3 separate regions of the Arachis hypogaea genome follow, and regions 2 and 3 are each linked to region 1. The links are chromatin contacts, called in public Hi-C maps. All regions are on one chromosome and are shown on one strand. Each heading gives the region's core, a stretch centred on a gene start, on an enhancer-like site or on the middle of the called end of the contact. The rest is flanking DNA. Distances are from core to core; before and after follow the strand shown. Region 1 has its middle 7.5 kb from the start of LOC112740537. Region 2 holds the start of LOC112743769 (pentatricopeptide repeat-containing protein At2g38420, mitochondrial). Region 3 holds the start of LOC112743763.

What was found. Hi-C and Micro-C count contacts between places; a contact is called where the count stands out from the background.
Region 2: a Hi-C map of leaf shows a contact between it and region 1, with 4 times the contacts expected there. The contact joins the promoter of LOC112743769 here to the enhancer-like site in region 1. A contact is called at or near these places in 2 of 8 Hi-C or Micro-C datasets (both in leaf).
Region 3: a contact with region 1 is called in a Hi-C map of leaf, with 6 times the contacts expected there. The contact joins the promoter of LOC112743763 here to the enhancer-like site in region 1. A contact is called at or near these places in 2 of 8 Hi-C or Micro-C datasets (both in leaf).

What each region holds. Positions count from the first base shown.
Region 1 is chr14:115,853,833-115,858,901 of arahy.Tifrunner.gnm2.J5K5, forward strand. No RefSeq gene overlaps it. Among protein-coding and RNA genes, the nearest start is that of LOC112740537, 7.5 kb to the right of the region's middle. Within about 2 kb of position 3,134, at least 3 of the 3 cell types and tissues checked have open chromatin away from gene starts, as enhancers often do.
Region 2 is chr14:115,976,679-115,981,747 of arahy.Tifrunner.gnm2.J5K5, forward strand. LOC112743769 (pentatricopeptide repeat-containing protein At2g38420, mitochondrial) reads right to left here and starts at 2,019. Exons shown (of 2, transcript XM_025793102.3): 1 at 1,498-2,019. LOC140178684 (zinc finger BED domain-containing protein RICESLEEPER 2-like) reads right to left here. Exons shown (of 7, transcript XM_072215906.1): 2 at 5,061-5,069; 3 at 4,615-4,758; 4 at 3,792-4,530; 5 at 3,685-3,691; 6 at 1,498-1,677.
Region 3 is chr14:115,783,641-115,788,709 of arahy.Tifrunner.gnm2.J5K5, forward strand. LOC112743763 reads right to left here and starts at 2,356. Exons shown (of 24, transcript XM_025793097.3): 1 at 1,635-2,356; 2 at 809-880; 3 at 162-205. The coding sequence starts at 1,985.

The DNA.
Region 1 (5,069 bases), core at 1,884-4,383:
CCAATAGGCTTATTACCCACTGACCCGTGATGGCTGATTTCTGTAGTTTGGTAGGTTGTCGGGGCTCTATTGCTTGCTATTTGGACTTTATTGACTTGGAATCCAGAATATGGTCTTGATCCACCCCCCTCGAAATCCTCCCGGGCTTTGCCTAACCCAGTTTGAGCTTTGATTGAAGGACAATTACCTTTGAAAATTCGAATCTATCCTTCTTTTGCCTGGGTTCACTCCATAATCATGCCAAGCCATATTCCTATTCTCGATTGAGAGTGTTGGAGTCATCATTTCTTGCAAGCATTTGAAATTAGACATTGACATTTCTGCTCGTATCTCCTTTTTCAGCCCATTCATGAAGATACACATCAATGTATCTATTCCCGAATTCCATTGGGTTCGTGCTGCTATCTCGAACTCCCGATGGTATTCTGCCACAGTTTCATTTTGTTTTTCTGTCATACCTTGTTGGAATCGCTTTAGGAGGTCATGTTTAAATCGCATCCATGAATGAAAGGGTGTTTGTTCCTCCCACCATTCAAACCAAGTTAAGGCTTTTCCTTCTGGTGCCATTACAACGATATTAAGCTTTTCCGCAGTAGCCACTTAAATGACACGAAAATACCACTCAATCTTTATTAACCACCCGCACATATCATCACCGAAAATATTTAGAACGTCAATTTTTCAGTTTGGCTCATATCGATGGGTGTGAAAATCACATTCTCCTCTATGCACTTATTGTACACTTCGGGTTCCTTCATTTGCTGTATTTTGTTTCTGATTTTGATGCTCAATTAGCCCCTGGTTTAAGGTTGGAGGACAATTTTAGTTTATGTGTATGGGCAGCATGTGATGGCGGAACATCTCTTGGATTTGTCCCATCATTTCCTGGTTGGATTCAATTAGTTCTGCCTTGAATTCTACTTTGAGTTCTGCAATCTGCCTCTCCATTGCCTCCATTCTGGTTTCCATGATAGTAGTGACACGTGTTGTAGACACCATCCACAGAGCTCCCTGAATTGAGCTCTAATACTAGTTGTAAAGATTGGTATTTGAAATTCTGATTTTACACCTTTAATACTAGTCAAGAAGTTGAGTTTTTAGATGAATTCAGTAGAATTTCATCCTCTTACTGACTTCTTTATTGAATTACAAAAAATAGAAAGAACAAAATTTGAAATACAAGATAGAAAATTATAGAGTCTCCTCTTCTTCCTTCCTTCCTCTCTTTCTTTATGTAGTTGTCTTTTATTTAAAATAGTTCACTCCTATGCTATAACTATTCTTATCCATTAATCATACAACTTGTTTATGTCCTATCCACAACTCCTTGTCTCATCTTTTTTTCTAGAATAATTAAAAGACAAAATGGAGAATCTTCTCATCCTAATGATGAGCCCAGTTGCTCTCTCTCCTTTATCTTTTATTTTTTTTGCGCTATTTTTTATAAGATATTCAACAGAGAGATTAATAAGTAATAAGGGAGAATGGATTAGCGGCGAAAAAGAAGCCATGAGGTTGGCAGAGAATCATTTTGCGGAGCTTTTTAAGGCAACAAGTAATCTGAGGATGGATGAATGCATTAGGATGATTCCAAAGAGAGTTATCCAGGATATGAATGAAGGTCTTAAGGAGGAAACTATTGATCAAGAAATTAAAGAAGCGGTGTTTAGGAATAAAAGCATTGGGAGACAATAGGACAAGATGCATGTTTTATTGTTACGAATTTTTTCATTCATGGTAGTATAGATGAAAACATAAGTGAGACTACCATTGTTCTAATTTCTAAAGTTAGGCAACCAGAAACTCTTAACAAGCTTAGACTTATAAGGTGTTACAATTTCATATATAAAACCATTTCAAGGGTCATATGGTTTTGAGATTAAAAAATATTTTGGATAAGATAATATCTCTTATACAGAGTGCTTTTGTTAGAGGTAGGCTAATTCACAACATTATTATTGTTCAAGAGATGTTCAATAGTCTGAATAAAAAAAAAAAAAAAGAAGAGATGGATTGCATGATTTGGCCATCAAAATCAATATGAATAAAGCTTATGATAGGATGAGGTGGGATTCTATTGAAGCTACTCTTAGTGCTTTTGAGTTTGAGCTCTTACCTAATGTTGGAATGTGTAAGGAAAGTGATTTATAAGATAAAGATTAATGAAAATCTCTCAAGAAAGATTGTGCCTCAAAGGGGCCTGAGAAAAGATATCATAGTAGTTGAGATTTTTACCGTCTTACTGGATATAGCTCTAAGAGAGAGAGAAAAATTTTTGGCATTAAAATTGCACCCACAATTTTTTATTTGTTGTTTGCAGATAATTATATTTTTTTTTTCAGGGCAGATGAAGAAGAGATTTAATGAAAATTTTTGAGAAAAAGCAAAATATAAATTTATAATATTAAAAAATTTATATTAAAATATTAATTTTAATTACAAAATATTATTATGCACTCCTCTATATTTAATAAAAATATAAAATAATAATGATGATTTTTAAATACCAATCAAATTCTTATTATACCAAAAATTTAACTAATTAAATTTTTTTAGAATATTTATTTTAATAAAAACATCATAAATGATAGATAGATATTGAAGAATAATAACAATAATAGACCAACACAAGTTGAAAAATAAAATAATATAAATAATTAATAATATATAAATGATAGAATTATAAAACTTTAAAATTAGTTTTTATCATTTAATTTATATTTTTTGTTTTTACTAATTTATTTATTTCAATTTTTTTAATTCAAAACCATCATAGTAAGGATGCTCTTTTATTTTATTATCATTGTTATTATTTTCATGATTTCAGTTGGTCAAAGAATGTGGGTTTCATCTTTTTTTTTTTTTGTCATAATGGGTTTCAATCTTAAATTTGTGACACCAAGATCCTATTTTTTTTGGTGATTTACATATATTAGCCATAATGCCCAATCACAACAAAAAAAAGTGGCCAATCAACCAAAAAGACTCAACGGATTAACTAAAATAATAACAATGTCTTTAACTTAAAAAAAATGTCATTAACTTATCTAATCCCACAGAAAAGAGACATGACATGATACAATCTCCTGCAGCACCTCAGAAGCTGTCTCTTCTTTCAGGAAATAAGGGACACGCGACTTAATAGTGCCTTCTACGTAATTTCATCAGCTGATGAAGAATATATTCTTCATCACCAGAGTAATGGCCTAATATTTTTTTTGGCGACTCAAATTAACGATTACAGATTATTTTGTTTATATACTGTGAGGATTGTCGTTTCAATTTTTCTTTTGGAGCTTGATTGTCGTCTTAATTCTAAATAGGGCTTAGTATGTTTTTGGTCTTTCATGCATAAGTTATGGTGTCTACCAATAATACAAACAAGAATAATATAGGAAAGCCCAATAATAAGCCCAGTATTAAAGCTGAATCGGGCTTTTTTTTACAATAAAAAAATTTAGCCGAATCTGTAACATATAGAGTAATTAATAAATAGCTCCGTTTTAATAAAAAAAAGTAATTAATAAGGAAAAGTACAGGAAAATAACTCCCTTTCAAGTTAACATAAGCCAACTTTATTATAATTTAAATTTTATAAATAAATAAAAATTTAAAAGTTAAAATTTAAAATTTAAAAAAGATTCTTTTTACATTTATCCTAATCACATTTATAATACACAATAAAAACAATTTATAAAATATCTAATCCCTTTCCATTCATTTACAAACAGTCAAATTTCTTTCTTCACAAACCCACCGTCTCTACGCAGTTTTCGATGTCACCACCCACCAACCACTGTCGCATCTTTATCACATGAGGTTAATTGGGTTAACACTTACCAGAACACAGAATTACAGAAATATTCTTTCATCATCAAAATCCAATAGTTTGGTTCGTAATTAACATCATAAACTAAACAAACATTTTTAAAATCAACTAACTAGGGTACCAGTCAATTACAATGTGAACCGTAATAAAAAATCCAATAATACGAAAAATTTCTCTTAAACTTAAACCATAAAATTGAAAAAATAACTGCACACCTTCTTCTTCCTCTATCACTCTTACTCACGTTGTTCGCACTGTTGTCTTCCTCTCCCACCACAATATCCTCTATCGTGATTTACAGCACCACCCATTACTGCAGCATCCTCTCTCGCGATTCGTCGTGCTTAGGACCACCACAGCGCCCTCTCTCACGCTTTGCAATGCCGCCAATCACCGCAATGGCCTCCCCCTCGTGATTCGTCGTGCTCAGGACCACCGCAACGTCCTTCCTTATCGCAACGCCTTCCATTGCGATTCGCAGTGCTCTCCCCCTCGCGATTCACCGCGCTCACGATTATGGTTTTTTTATGTGGATTACTATATGTTTCTTTCCTAGATTTTAGGATGTTTCTTTTTGGAGGGATGCGTGTCTTTTATTTTTTTTAACTATTTTTTCAGATATTTCTTTTCAATTAAATGGATATTTCTTTTGTAGAATTTCAGATGTTTCTTTCTGAGTAAATAGATGATTTTTTTGGGTTACTGGATGTTTCTTTTCTAGGTTCGAGGTGTTTCTTTTCAGGGGGAGAACGCGGCAGCGGCGTGCATTTTTTAAAATTTAAAAAGTTGACTTAAGTTGTCTCGTACTCTAATTGTTTATCCAGTAAAATTATGGACTATATATAGTAGTCATAGTTATCATTACTGGAAAAATAACAACTTTATCAAATTTCACGGGTGGTGGTAGGTAAATTAAATCAACAAATACGTACTAAAAAGAATATTATTAGAGTTAAATCTCAAAGTGGTCCCTAAACTTGTGATCGAGTCTCGAACTCATCCTTAAACTTAAAATTGTCCCAAATTTGTCTCTAAACTTAACAACAGTCGTCCCTAAGGTATTTTCTGGCGACGGATCGATGACGTGGCTGAACAGAGACCGCGCCGAACTTGTAAATGTCGTCATTTTCTTTCTGAAGCTGAAAGTGAAGGTGAACGTGGAGCGAACTGTTGAATTTTTTATCTTCTCTGATAAACTATTTCAGATAATCGATGATCACACAGTTCTCGGCATTTTCAA
Region 2 (5,069 bases), core at 769-3,268, 120 kb after region 1:
GTTCTGCTGAATTGAATAATGGTTAATCACACACTGTTTCACACCTCACAAAGAAGCAAAACCAGAACTAACCCATATTCTTAACATACCCAATCAACAATATTCAGTTGCTCGCACCTGCGTCAGCGGCTCCTACCTCCCCGCCTCTGAAGACATCGTTTCTCTTCTTCTTCTTTCTGTTTGCGCAGACAGTGGAGAAATCGAAAACCAAAAAGGAAAAAACAGAATCAAAATGAGAAATGAAGTAATGAACTAACCCATATACAAGGAATTAGCTGAGAGCCCCAGAACCGGAATCGAAAGAAAACAAACGTTCCGTGGGCCACCTAATAAGAAATTAAACATGACATTCACTCCAATAAATTAAACATGACATTCACTATCTCATCACCCTTCTCCTTAGTATCCACCATCAATAATGTCTCTAGTAGAAAATCAAAATAAAGTTCACAAAAATTCATCATCTAAAATCATGAATGTAGAGGGGGATGCATCAATTCCATTGACACTTCTTCATGAATTTCACCAATGTCATCATCAAATCTAATACCGAGAGATATGGATTACAAGAAACTATATGACGATTCAAATGAGAAGTCCCGTAACTATTCTTGGTTTTCGGGTTCCTCCCAATTTCGTATTCATGATTACAAAAGTTGCATGCATCATGCATCCCTTTCAATACCATCTCTATCTTTTCCAATCTTCTTAAAAAACCTCCAAACATTAGAATTTTTGCCAGAATCAACACTTGAAAGTTGAACAAGAGTCTTAGAAACAATCTCATCATTCATGTTTATAAATTTCCTAATCATATTTAGATAATCTCATCAAAACACCATTTATAAATATTTTGAACTGCTGCTACTTTCATAATAAAGAAACAAAAATAAACAAACAAACAAACGCAAAAGAGGTCATCTACATTCAACACAAACCATAATCGGGAACTGGGGATTAAGCAATAAAAATAAAGCATAAAAACTTCCAATAATATGTATTAAAATTCTACAAGGTTCTTGATTTGTTAATAACTAGAACTAGAAAGGATACATTACATTATACTAGATTACCAGTTCAAACTACAACAAGCATGAAAAGAATTATTATCTGATAAGAGGAATCTTCAAGAGATGAATAAGACCCACAATTTTTATCACTGAAAAGAACCAAACTTTGGAGTAAAGTTTCAATCTCGATCCTTCCATTCAACATTCAACACAAAAGGAGTCATCTACATTCAACACAAACCATCATGGGGAATTGGGGATTAAGCAATAAAACTAAACATGAATTATAAACCAAACCACGAGAGGGATTGTAAAGTGTATCTATAAAACAGAAAAAATACATAGAAACAAAGCAAACACCATTACTATTAAAAAAGTAAAAATTCGTGAATGCAAGAAACAGAAGAGAGGCAAAGCAAGTAACGAAGCAGACTCGAATCGTGAAGTGAGCAATGGAGAAAATTGAAGGTGAGTGGAAGTGACTGACCTCAGAGACTGGTAATCTGTGTCTCCAGAATCAGAATCAGCACCACCACCGCGTCGTCCACTGATTATGTCTTCTCCGGCAGAAATGGCGAGTTGGCGACAAATCGAGAATGCACAACAACTCCAATGCACAGGCACAGCAACTCCGACGAGAGTGAAAGGATGCACAGCGACTTCTAGTCTTCAACGAATCAGACGAAGAGTCGAAGACGATGCACAGCGCAGCAACTTCCAAATTTTTTTAGGGCTTTTGGGACCAGCCCTATCTCTGTTTTTTGGGGGGCTTATTAGAATCATGCCTTGTAAAATGTGTTTTTGTAGTTTTAGGACTGTGGGCTAAAATTAAGTTGAAGGATTTAGAACCAATCATAGAATCTTGGACTCAATTGACAGTTTGATACCACTATTTTCGGGGATTGGAATTTCTGCCGTTCTGGGTCTGTGTAGAAGAAGATTGTTAGGGCTAATTTTGTTGTATATTGAAAAAATTTTGGTATAATACTCAATTATTAAATTTTATGGTATTTTTAAAAATTGTGGGAGCAGGACAATATAGGGATGGCAAAATTTTCCGAGACGCGGGGATCCTTGCGGGGACTGCCCCGAATGGGGATCCGATTGTGGAGAATTTTTTCCGCGGGGATGGGAATGGGGGACAAAATTTTCCCGAAGCAAGCGCGGGGAACCGAGCGAGGATCCCCGCCCCGTCTCCGCTATTCCCCGAAATTTATGAATTCCCTGAATTATCTTTAATAGTTTATTTCTCATATATATTTTTTAGTCATTTCTCACACAGACATATATATAGAAACCTAAAACTCCTAATCTTTATTTGCATAACCCTTCTTCAATTCAGAGATCCCTAAGGTTGTCTATACTCTATCAAACCTCTCTGCAGCCGTCCCCTCGTCACCCTTCTCACCGCATCGTCACACCTCACTGTGCCATTACCCTTACCGTGTTGTAATTTCTATTTGCGGCGTTCTTTTTTGTAACTCTGCCGTCGTGTCCATTCTCCTCTCTGTTGTCGCGTCTCCCACCTCGTCCACTGTTTTGTCCTTTGGCTCGTCGTTGCGTTCCCCATTGCGTTATTTCGAAAGAAGTCATCATCGTGTCATTTAGATTTTTTATATAAAATCTTACAGTTTTTGTATAAGATAGATACTTGCAGCTCTATTCATATGGAAATTAATAATTAGTTAGAACTATTATGTAGATGGGGAATGGGGTCCCCGCGGGGAATGGGGATGGGGAGCAATATTTCCCCACGGCGGGGAATGGGGCGGGGATGGGGAGCAAATCTGAGGGCGGGGATGGGGAGCAGGGAGGCATCCCCCGCCCCCGTCCTGCCCCATTGACATCCCTAGGACAATACGTTAATATACAATACAAGAGAGAGTATTGTCAATACAAAGGGACGTACTATTCTGCTCCCACAATTTTAAAAAACACCATAAAATCTAATAATTGAGTATTACTCCAAAATTATACCAATATATAAAAAATAAACGGATTGTTAGTTCTCCGAACAAAAAAAAAGAAGAAAAAGAAAAAGAAGAAGAAGAATAGAAGATAGTTAATTGTAATTTTAAATTTTTTAAATATTATTTTAAAAATCTAACTTTTTAAAATCCAATTAAAGGAATCTAATTCACATAAATGATTTTGATGCAGTGATTAAATATATTGTAACTAAGACGATGCCATTATTTATGCAACATAAGGTCAACAATAACAATAATAAAGCTGTCCCACTAAGTGGGGTCGATTTAGGGATGGCAACAGGTCCCATGGGGGCGGGACATGCCCCCCGCCCCCAATATCTGTCCCCGTCCCTGTCCCGTCCTCATGACGGGTAACGGGGACTTGTATTCGGCGGGAACCTTGGGTCTCTACTGATATTTGCGGATTTTTGTAAAAATTAATAAAAATTAAAAAAAATTAGAAAAAATCAAAAATAATCCTCAATTGTCATTACAAAAATAATATACATAGTCTTTAAAGACTTAAATAGCAATAACAACAAACATAAACATCCAAACATATCTATAAACAACCAAATATTATATAAACAACCAACCATATTCATAAACAATCAAATAAAATTCATGACATCATAAAAACATAATTACACCATCTCAATCTTCCTTTCATCCTGTAATGGTAGTGATGATAGATTCCGACTTACTTGAATCCTACAGCGACAAGAAAACAATTTAAAGTTAAAATCATATAATAACTCAATGAGTCAATAATATAAAAACATAGTGTGTTATATGTAATTTAATAGTTTACTTACGTCAACATCTCCTTCAATGTTATGAATTGTGTAGCACTCAAATCCTATGTTAGTTGTGGTGCCAAGTTCATTCCAAAGCCAATCTTGATTACACATTAGAGCCTCTAATGTGTCCAGATGCAACCTACTACGATGTGGCGTAACAAATCGACCACCCGTAATAAATGAAGATTCAGAGGCAATGGTAGAGATAGGAATCGCCAAAAAATCCCTAGCAATAGCTTGCAAAGTAGAAAACTTCGCTCCATTTGACTTCCACCAATTTAAGATATCAAAATTATGTTCAGTTTGTGGTACCGGTCTCTCTTCAAGATAATAATCTAACTCACTCTTTGTATTAATAAATGTGGATTCCTCACTTACATGTGCAGCAAAATCAGCTTGCCAATCTTCATGACTGAACTTCCTCCCCTTTGAACTTGAAGGAATTGATGGTGGTGGCAGCATATCTAATTGAGCAGCTTGGTCTCTCTCTCTTCCCTTTGTTGCATATTCTAAAACTAAATCTTGCACTACCCTTTTCACTTGACCAATTACAACACATGCCTCCATCTCTCCATATATTTTACGAAAAAAGAAATTCAATAAATACATCTCGTACCTAGGATCCAAAAGAGTCCCAATAGCCATAACTGTATTAATCACATCCCAATACTTTTCAAACTTAGTTATCATACTAGTAGCCATCATTTCAATTATCTCATTTCCACAATTTTTCCACTCCATCAAAGCCAACTTAATCACACAAACCTTAGAAAAATAAAGATTTGATGTAGGATAAGTTGTTCCAGAAAATAATTTAGTCATATAAAAAAATACCCTCAATCTTTGAAAAATCTCATCCGGCATATCCCAATCCTTTTCACTAGGCAAAGATTTATATTGACTCTCACACAATGACAATCTTTCAAATACATCTCTATACATAATTGCAACTTCAAGCATCAAAATGTTGAATTCCACCTAGTTTTACAATTAAGACAAAGATTTTTTGTGTAGGGTATTTTAAGTTGCGCACGTGTTTCCTTAAATTTTTCTTCTCTTTTAGGTGTTGCAGTCTAATAATGAACACTATCCCTCACCCTTTTAATAACATGTGAAATAAGTTGTAACCCATCCTTGACAATCAAATTTAATATATGCGCAGAACATCGCATGTGAAATCATTTACCCTCCAAGATAAAGTTTCTATTTGACATTTTAGTCAAAATATTCTCAATCATAACGTCATTAGTACTGCAATTATCAACAGTCAAAGTGGATACCTTCCTATC
Region 3 (5,069 bases), core at 1,106-3,605, 71 kb before region 1:
ATGTTAAAAAAGAATATAAAATTGGTGACAAAGTTGTTATTCATAGACCACTCTTCGAACATTATTAATTAGTTGCGTAACTAATTGTTCCTAAATAAGAAACAGATTTTACCAATAATTCTATTACTGTGATTTTAACAAATCTGAAAGGGTTTACTGACCTGTCAAGTTTAAAATCAAAATCTGCAGGGGTGTTGGAATATACCTGTGGGAAAAAAATGGAAATAAGAAAAATGACTTGGAAGGAATAAACATCACCTTCTTTCTTTACTTTTCTTTTTTGGTTTTCCATTTCACTTTGCTACCAAGTAATTGAAGACATGATAGTAAAAGCCCTGGCTTTAGAGTTTTAAATCGAGAACAATAACCGTTCATGCACCCGAAAATCACTCAGTAGTAACAGGCAAATAAAGTTGTTGCATCTATAAGAAAACTAAGACATGATTACTTGGCAAATGTAAGATACTGAAAAATCTTTAGCCAAAGGTGATCATCAAATGGATATTCATTTATTAAGTTCTACTGAGATTAGCCAGGACTAATATCACAATAAACATTGCTAATTTAGAAAAACATGTTTTAGTGATGTTTAAGAAGAAAAGGAAGCCGTAAGGAAAAACTATTCAGCTAATATTTTGCCATGTGTAGTGTTAGAACTGTAGATTATCCATCCTTGTTTCATTCAAAAGATAAATTTAGAAACATTCAGATCAGAATTCCTGTCAACCAGATATACCAATCAGCTTGGTCAAAAACTATAGTTAAATAGAAGGTCATGCTACACAATTTTGGCACATACTATACTAACCTGAGCAGTAGATATTGAAAATGCATTGAGATTGCAATCAATATAATAGCAACTCACAAGTAAATCATCTCCCTGTCACATAACACAATATGGATGTTAAATAACTGTCAATTTAAGGACCAATTTGAACACCAAAGTTGGTAACCGACTTCAAATTTCTCCGGAAAGCTTTGAAACCTCTCCCAAGGTTCCTGAATTCGGCACAACCCAGTCAACCTAGGCCTCAGCATAGAATTTGGCAGTTTCAAGGACCTTAGAAGTCATATCATACTTACCTTGTTTCTCTCATTTACCTACATATCATGTACCAAATTCCCTGTCCCATATACCTTCCTCTTATAAGAAATACTTAAACATTTAATAACAAAAAGTAGCAAATTACATATCAAAACTGTACCCGTCTCCACTTTCCTAGTACCTATCCTCAGGAGAGGGTTCATAACTTCAAAGTAAGTTACAAACTTCAAACACCACAAATTTGATGCTTTACTTTCTCCAAAATAGGAGTGCAACCTGTTTACTATATGTAACATAAATTTTTATACACAAATTCTTGTTAAAGTTGTGATAAAATTACCTTATATACATGTATATTATATTCAAATACTCCTTACATATTTTTATTTGAATTAAACTTTAGACAACTAACTTGTCGTATTATTTCTATTCTGGTAGGAGTTTAAAGCTTGAGAAATACTTGTGCAATTGGAAGACATTTAATGCGTGCTCCATAAGTGATAATTTGGCTCCAGTTCACAGAAAGTACCGAAGCAATTGTGAATATTCAATAGTGATATGGGTATTTGTGCAAGATAAGTGATACTACCTGTATGTGATCGAGAACTGATCTAGCTGAATTGAGGGAAATCCCACGCTCAGCAGAAGGACCGCCGCAAATAAGACCGACCTTCAACACTCTACCATCATCCTTCTGTTTGTCAACATCAACAATTAGCGACGGTTCCACCTGCTGCTGCTGAATGGAAGAAGCACAAGTCACGCAGCTTCTTCTTGGCGGTTTGTGATTTAACTTGAGCAACTGTTTTATTGAGTTGCTCAACACTCGAACGCTTCCAAACACGGCCCTGCTACTGCCACACTGCTTCAATAGGGCGTCGTTGTTCCTCGGAAGGGTGAAGTTGGAAGCAATTGATGAAGAAGAAGAGGCCATGATCATGGAATTGGAAAGGAAGGTGGTGGTGGTGGTATGTGAGTGAATGATGGTGTTATTGTGTATAATATAAACATCAAGAACGGGGGAGAAGAAGAGAGAGTTGGAACTTGGAAGTTGGTAGTGAAGTGGAACCACATTTTGCTGACGTCAGCAAGTGCCGTCTTCTTGTTCAGATTAAAGTAAATCTGAAACGGCGTTTCAGGACGGCACCTTATTGTCGTCTATGTTTTACGGTTATAATAATCAGTATCGTTGCTGACTCGCTGCGAATCTAACCAGTTTGGTAGAATGGTTAATTCACTCTTTAGTTTAAAAGTGTTTCTGAATTCTAACTTGCACTTACGAGTTACGACCTAACTAATAACATATCTTTACAACTTGTTTAAAAACTTTTATGTGTTTTGGTTTATAAGTTCATACAAGTTAGTCTAAATCCAATAAAAACAATCTTCACATTAACATGTGTGTAAACTGTAAATATACGTTTACTCAATCCAACCGTTTAATAGCATACTATTATAAAAAATACTTTTTCTTCAACCAAAATTCTAACCCTAAAAATTCAAACAACGCTCGAAATCTTTAACAAAACTGTCAAAATCGTCGCGAAAACTCAAGAAAATTTCTAAGAGAAGTTCAAAATCTCCATCAAAAAACACAAAAACAAAAGACGAAAGATTATTCAAAATATTGTTCACTAATCGTCCAGTTTTTTTCACTTTTCTCTTTCTCATTTCGATCGCAAAACACTAGATAGTCATATTTCTATTTATTTAGTAGATTCATTATGTGTTCTTACTTTGAACTACATATTACTGTTATTATCATACTATTCAATCGGTGATAACTGTTTTACGTACTATTTCGCGTATAATTTAACGTATATTTTCATGTGTTTAAGAGATTTGAATGTGTTTTTGTGCTTCTAGTGTCATTTTATGCATGTTTGATTGAGTTGAATATCATTTTGAACTCATATTATTTCATGTAACCAAAAAGTAATAGAGGTCTATATGGCTCGTATTTCAGTGTATTTCCGGTGAATTCACGTGTAATTGGTGCTATTGTCCTATCTTTGCTGTAACTAGAAACATAATACTGTTCTTGTGTTTCTGGTGTCATTTTATGCATGTTTGATTGAGTTGAATATTATTTTGAACTCATATTATTTCATGTAAACAAAAAATAATAGAGGTATATATAGCTCTTACTTTGATGTATTTCTGGTGAATTGAGGTGCACTTGGTGCTGTTGTTATCTATTAACCTTATTTTTTATTCGTTACAGAAAAAATGGCAAACAAGAACCATGCACCAAAATATAATGTAAACACATATATCTTAGACCAACTCAATTTTTTCTTATATAAATATAGCTTATGTTAGAAACAAGAGACTGAGAGAGTAATTTGAAAAGTGTATTATTCAATGTGATCAAAGGTACAATATACAAGGGGTATTTATAGGTGCTAAATGAATTAGAGTAATAAAGGCATAGAATCCTATAATTAATATACAGATATACTATATAAATATAGACGATACTAATTGGTCTAAATTGATGCTAATGATTCTCTAACATCCCCCCTCAAACTCAAGTGGGAGCTAAGGATACCAACTTGAGTTTGGATAACAAAGTCCGGAAACAAGTCGGATGATGAGCTTTCGTGAAGATATCAGCAGTCTGATCTAGTGTTCCAACAACAATGAGACGAACAGCATCAATAAGGATACGTTGCCGAACAAAGTGACAATCAATCTCAATGTGTTTGGTGCGTTCATGAAACACATCATTATGGGCGATCTGAATAGCACTGCGGTTATCACAAAAAACATCAGTAGGGGACGACTGAGGAGCATGGTCAACAGTGGTGTCAGCGAGGGCACGGTACTCAGCTTCTGTGCTTGAGCGAGCAGTGAACGTTCACTTCTTAGCACGCCAAGAAATGAGAGCGTCGCCAAGAAACAAACAGTAACCAGTAGTAGAACGATGATCAGTGGGATCACCAGCCCAATCAGCATCGGAGTAAGCCTGAAGAGACAAAGAGGAATGGGCAGAAAAATAAAGGCCATGAAATAGAGTGCCTTTGATGTAGCGAAGAATGCGAAGAACTGCCGCATAGTGAGTAGTACGAGGAGCTGACAAGAACTGGCTAAGTACATGAACCAGATAGGCGATGTCTGGTCGGGCGACAGCTAAGTAGACGAGACTACCAACTAACTGTCGATAGAGAGTTGGATTATCCAAAACAGTGCCATCCATAGGGGTAAATCGAACATTAGGCTCAAGAGGAGTAGACTCAGTGCGACTATCTGTAATCCCAGCGCGAGCAAAAAGATCTGAAGCATACTTAGCCTGAGATCATCGGTGGAGATGACCTCGAGACCAAGAAAATAGCTGAGAGAACCAAGATCTTTCATCTCAAAGGTACGGTGAAGTGAGTCCTTGAGATAAGAGATACCATCAATATCATCCCCCATTAATGATCATGTCATCAACATAAAAAAGTAGAAGAAGAACTTCACGTTCGCTTTTACAAATGAAGAGGGCATTCTCACGAGGGCTAAAAGTAAAACCAAGACTGCATATGGTAGTGCAGAACTTGTCAAACCATTCACGAGGAGCTTGCTTAAGTCCATAAAGTGCCTTGCGAAGGAGACAAACCTTATTAGAAGGACAAGGATATCCCGGAGGTGGTTTCATATAGACTTTCTTTTTCAAATCCCCGTTAAGAAATGCATTCTTCACATCCATCTGACTGAGAGACCATTTTTTAACCACACAATGGCAATAAGAGCTCTAACAGACGTAAGACGAGCGACAGGAGCAAAAGTCTCTTCATAATCAATATCATACTCTTGCGTACAACCTTGAACAACCAAGCGGGCCTTATAACGGTCAATAGAGCCATCAGAGCAAGTCTTGATCTTGTATACCCATCTACTTCCCACAACTTCCTGATCAAAAGGAGGATTAACCAAATCCCAAGTGTGTGCTTTTTCAAGTGCCTGTATTTCTTCCCGCATTGCTTGTTGCCAATTTGGGTTTGAGGAGGCTTCTCTGAATGACTTAGGTTCATGTTGATGA